Regions from separate parts of the Mus musculus genome. Here region 1 is linked to region 2. A link is a contact called in public promoter capture Hi-C data. All regions are on one chromosome and are shown on one strand. Each heading gives the region's core, a stretch centred on a gene start, on an enhancer-like site or on the middle of the called end of the contact. The rest is flanking DNA. Distances are from core to core; before and after follow the strand shown.

Region 1 (2,700 bases), core at 185-2,684, 320 kb after region 2:
GGTGGACAAAGGACGTTCATTCCACTGCTGTGCTGTCTGGATAAGCAAAAGATGGCCGGTGACCTTTTATCCACTAGTGGGGGTCTGCTTAAATAGTGTGCCCCATTTACTGAGGAAGGCTCTGCCCCTGAGAATAAAGAGAGGGGAAGCTTGCTGTGTGTTGATGTGGAAAGATCCAGGAGAACTGGCAGACAGGGAAAAATGGAGATCTGTGTTTAAAGGGCAATGCCTTTGGAGAGAAATGGAGAAAGTAAGATGGTACGATTTTTTTGTTGTTGTTGTTATTTAACTTAAATATGTAGAGAAACTCCAAAAGCAATGCTGTCCAATAGAAGTTTCTGCAATGATGGAAATATTCTGTGCTTACACTAAAGACAAATAGATCCACAAGCTACTTCCAGTGCTGAATACCTGAATTTTTTACTTTATTTTATGTATCATCCCCACCCCAGCTTTTATAAACTGGGGAGAAAACCCAGGCTTGGTGTGTGTTAGGCAAGGCCTCTACCAACTGACCTAAATCCGTAGCATACTCCCTTTCCCATCAAAATAAGACCCTTATTATGTTTAAGACGGGGTCTCACTGTAGGATAATCTGGCCTCAAATGGTCTATCCTCCTGCCTCATCTTCCTGGGTGCTTAGTTTATAGACCTCTGTCTCCTTCCCAGGCTTCATTTCTTTTCTATCTTTTTTAAATTTTATTTTGTTTTGTTTTGTTTTGCTTTTTGTTTTTTGAAACAGAGTTTCTCTGTATAGCCCTGGCTGTCCTAGAACTCACTCTGTAGACCATGCTGGCCTCGAACTCAGACATCCGCCTGCCTCTGCCTCCTGAGTGCTGGGATTAAAGGCGTGCGCCATCATGCCCAGCCCCAGGCTTCATTTCTGTGCTAGTCTAGTCTACTGTTGTAATTAAACACTCTGAACAATAGCAATTTTTAAAATTTATTTATTTATTTAATGTATGCGAGTACACTGTTGCTGTCTTCAGACACACCAGAAGAGGGCATCTGATTCCATTACAGATGGTTGTGAGCCACCATGTGGTTGCTGGGATTTGAACTCAGGACCTCTGGAAGAGCAGTCAGTGCTCTTAGCCACTGAGCCACCTCTCCAGCCCCAACAATAGCAATTTAAGGAAGGAAGAGGGCCATTTAACTTCCCGTTCCAGGTTACAGTTCATCACTGAGGGAATTCAGGGCAAGATCTGAACAAAACCCATGGAGGAACACTGCTTACTGCCTTGCTTTCTGGCACACTGAACAGCTAGAGCTTGCTCATATAGGTTGGAGACCCACCTGCCTATGGATGGTGCACTCACCCACTAGAGCCCGCCCACATCTATCATCCACCATGACAGATGACCCACAGACAAGGCCACAGGCACCCTCTTTCCAAATGACTTTGGTTGTGTGTGTCAAATTAACCATAAAAACCGGCCAGCTCATTTGCTGAGTTAATAATCAACATGTGCCGAGCGTGAGCCAGGTGCTACAGGTCTATAATCCCAGTAAACTGGATGCAGAGGCAGGAAAATAAGATTTCAGATAGATAGGGCTCTCCTGTGTCTATAAGGACAGAGGTTAGAGAGAAGAAAGCATGGGTGACCAGCTGCTTGAGAGTGCTTTTAAAAGAGCTCACAGAATCCCTCGAAAGCCTGAGTATATTGGTAGCTCAATGGTACAGCGAGTGGTGTGAATTGCCCTGGTTCCGGCATTAGCACTTCAGAAAACTCCCACTCAAAAGTGGGAGCATAAATGATGAACCACACAGCAGGGTGACAGGGCAGTAAATTCACAGCTAGAGCCCTAAGCCTTACAGGAGAGAAGGTTCCCTGTCGTGAGAGCTGTCCTCCTGCCCATTCACAGAGTCCCTCAGAGCATTGTGAGTAAGGCCATCCTGCTCTCTGCAAGGATCATCTCTAGAATTATGTGGGCTACCCCACAATGTGAGGAGTTCATTTAAATTTCAATTTGCAGGTGGCTAGAGATATGGGCTCAGTGGTTAAGAGAACTCGAGAGGACAGCAAGGTCAGTTCCCAGCATCATGGGGACTCAGTCCAACTGGAACTCCAACTTCAGGGGATCTAATTCCCTCTTTGGGCATCAGGCACACATGTAATTCATAGACAAACACACTCACACAAAATAAATAAATCTAAAAACTTAAAGTGAGTGAGTGTGTGTGTGTATTTAAAGTTTGAAAATTGGGCTTAGTGGCACACGCCTTTAATCCCAACACTCTGGAGGCAAAAGCAGGTGGATCTCTGAGTTCCAGGCCAGCTTGATCTACAGAGCAAGTTCCAGGACAGCCAGGACTGCCTAGGGAAACCCTGTCTCAAACAAAACAAAATTAAACAAATCATATGCACACATATTTATCCATAAATTTATAGTTTGAAATGATTGTCAACAGGAAAACCTTCGTACTTTAAAGAACTTAATTGTGAAAAAGGACTTTACCTTACAGTCTCTTTTAAGTTGTTTGATCCTGTTTAAAACCATTAATCTCAAACTGATAATAAAGCACCTCCCAGTCACACTCCTCTCAGTCTGCCCACTCCATTACTGGAGGAGGGCAGGACAAGAACCTGGCTGGGGACAAGGGATGATCTCTTGGACCACCTTGATCCCTGGTTAAAGATGGTGACTCTTCACATCAGATTTTTGTCAACTTGGCACAAGTAGGGTTTTCTGGGAAGA
Region 2 (2,700 bases), core at 146-2,645:
GGCCTGTGTCACCATGGCTAGTTGTGTGTAACTTCTTTTTTTTTTTTTTTTTTTCCATTTTTTATTAGGTATTTAGCTCATTTACATTTCCAATGCTATACCAAAAGTCCCCCATACCCACCCACCCCCACTCCCCTACCCACCCACTCCCCCTTTTTGGCCCTGGCGTTCCCCTGTACTGGGGCATATAAAGTTTGCGTGTCCAATGGGCCTCTCTTTCCAGTGATGGGTGTGTAACTTCTTAAGAAGCCACTGAGGGCTGGGGAGATGAGAGCACTGGCTGCTGCTCTTCCAGAGGACCTGGGTTCCATCCCTAGCACCCACATGGTGGCTCACAGCTGTCTGTAACTCCAGTTGCATTTCTGACATTTACACAGACATACACGCAGACAAAACACCAATGCACATAAAGAAAAGAACATTATAAAGAAAAGAAGCAACGACTGCTGCACTGTTGTCCAGCAAGTGTGCGAGGATTCCTTGTGTGTCCTCTCCTTTTGAGTGGGAACACACTCGCTGTCGTTGTGCTTTGACTTTGTTTCTTCTTGATAGCCAGTAATCGTGAGCATCTTTTCATGTTCTTGTCAGCTGTGTGTAAGTCTCAGTTGATGATGTGTGTAAGCCTCTTGCCTATTTCCCCTCATGCTTTTTATAAAATGACAGCTGGGATTTATCCATACAGCATACAAGTCACTCATTTAAAGTGTATGGCCAAGTGAGGTAACTGTGAAGTATGCGGCTATCACCAGGTCAGCTTGAGGGCATTTTTATGACCCTCAAAGATACTCTTTTTCTATTGGTGGCCACACTCATGTGTTCCCACACTCTAGGCCGCCACTAGTTTACTCTCTGTCTCTGGGGGTTTGCCTATTCTAGATGAATAATATATTTGAAATCATATACTACATGGCCCTTTGTAACTGACTTCTTACATTTAACATATTCAAGGCTCCATATACATTGTAGTTTCAGGGTGAACCCTGGTCTGACTTGTGCTGTGTCCATTGCCCGTCCTCTGCTTCCCGTTCACTGAGGCCATGGAGAGTCTCAGACCCTGCCTGGGCTTTCCCGACCCACACAGCCTGAGTGCTGTAACGTTCCCTTGGAGTGTCGCCAGTCACCTTTCTACTTGCAGTGTTCTGCCTGTATACCTCATGGTCCTTAGAAGGATCTTTTAAAGTACATGCTCTATCTTTTGAATCCCTGGCTAAAGCTTTTAGGAAGGCCTCTTGCCTTCAGGGCAAGTTGGGCCTCCTTAGCTATTTGGATCCTGGCTGGTCTGGACTCCTCTTGCTGGCCTGCCCACATCCTCTCCTGACTTAGGTCTAGAGGGCCTTGCTCTCACTCACACCCTTGCTTGGTCTCTGCCCTTCGGTCTGACTTCTGACTCTTAGACATAAATCTGTTTGCTTATTTCACAAATGGTGATGGAAATGCCGTCTGCCAGGGACCTTGCTGCCAGTGTCCACATCTGCTTGGGTTCATTGACAATGACATGTTGTTCATCTGGTATGGATACACTGGGGTGAAACAGTCGTTTGTGGATTGGCAGAATTCCTTCAGGAAGCCCTCTCTGAAGCGCCTGCATGCACTAACCGCGGCTTCTTTCCAGTGACGACTGCCCCCTCCCCTGTTTGTGTCCTTCCTCTGTTCTGCTGTCCTCTGTGTCCTCAGGAGCATGCTCATTTGTTAACTGAGGGAATGAATGAGTAAATGAATGAGTGAATGAATGGACGGAGAGACGGACTGTTACATGCTCCCGTGAAATTGCCGAGTGCCCCTCACGTGTTAGCTTCACTCCTGACACTTGGTTTTTCCTGTCCTGTTGCCAGGTCTCCCTCCTCCTGGGTGAACCCTTTTTCACCACCAGCCTGCTGCCATGGCACAACCTGTACTTCTGGTATGTCCGTACCTCTGTGGACCAGCACCTAGCACCTGGAGCTGTGGTGATGCCTCAGGCTGCCTCACTGCATGCCGTGATTGTGGAGTTCAGGGTAAGTGACCCAGGACTCTATGGAAAAGCAACAGGGTGGGGAGGCTGTGTGCCCGAGAGTCCTTGAGTGCAGAGGGAGCAGCTTGGGCCCTGCCGACGACACTTTTCTTTTCTGCATCAGTGGCTGCACTTTTAAAAAGCAGTAATTTGACATATGAAATGGAAATGACTGTGTGTTGTCATTTTACAATTGTGGCTTATCAGAATAATTAAAGACATAAATTAAGTGTTTCAGGAGGCACGCTCTGACTGTGCAGCTCGCCGTGCTCTTAGGAGAATGGAGGCCGCGGCTGTTAGAGCGTTCCGAGAAGGGGACTTCTCTTTTTTTATGCAAGAAGGAATTGAAAAGCTTCATTTTAATTCTCTCATCAAAGCAGAAGCACAGTAGTCACCAAGTCATTTTGGGAAAGGCATTTTTTTATTAAAAGGATTTTGAAGTGCTTTGTACCTGAAATGGAGAGTGAATCACATTTGATATTCTTGTAAGAGAATGGCTCTATCTGTAGCCTCATGCTTCCATCTCTTAATTTCTGGGCATTTTTCTGTTATTTACCCAATGGAATTTCCATACGGGTCTTGGCTCTCGTGACTGAAGAGTGGCTGTAGAAAAGTGTGCTTATTCTAACCTGGCTAAGGCAGGAGATGAACTGTCCAGAGTGTGCTGGGGGCCTTCTCTCCTTTCATGCTGTGTTCACAGGCCCCCAGGT

What was found. Promoter capture Hi-C pulls out the DNA fragments that hold promoters and counts their contacts.
Region 1: a promoter capture Hi-C map of liver shows a contact between it and region 2, with 2.1 times the contacts expected there. The contact joins two enhancer-like sites. A contact is called at or near these places in 1 of 39 promoter capture datasets (liver) and 1 of 9 other capture datasets (pancreatic islet).

What each region holds. Positions count from the first base shown.
Region 1 is chr8:106,569,202-106,571,901 of GRCm38.p6, forward strand. No RefSeq gene overlaps it. Among named protein-coding and RNA genes, the nearest start is that of 1110028F18Rik, 17 kb to the right of the region's middle. Within about 2 kb of position 1,435, at least 35 of the 459 cell types and tissues checked have an H3K27ac peak or open chromatin away from gene starts, as enhancers often do. A contact at or near this core is called in liver, where this site is marked.
Region 2 is chr8:106,245,231-106,247,930 of GRCm38.p6, forward strand. It overlaps Prmt7 (protein arginine N-methyltransferase 7), which reads left to right. Exons shown (of 18, transcript NM_145404.1): 14 at 1,833-1,994. Among named protein-coding and RNA genes, the nearest start is that of Prmt7, 36 kb to the left of the region's middle. Within about 2 kb of position 1,396, at least 9 of the 459 cell types and tissues checked have an H3K27ac peak or open chromatin away from gene starts, as enhancers often do. A contact at or near this core is called in liver, where this site is marked.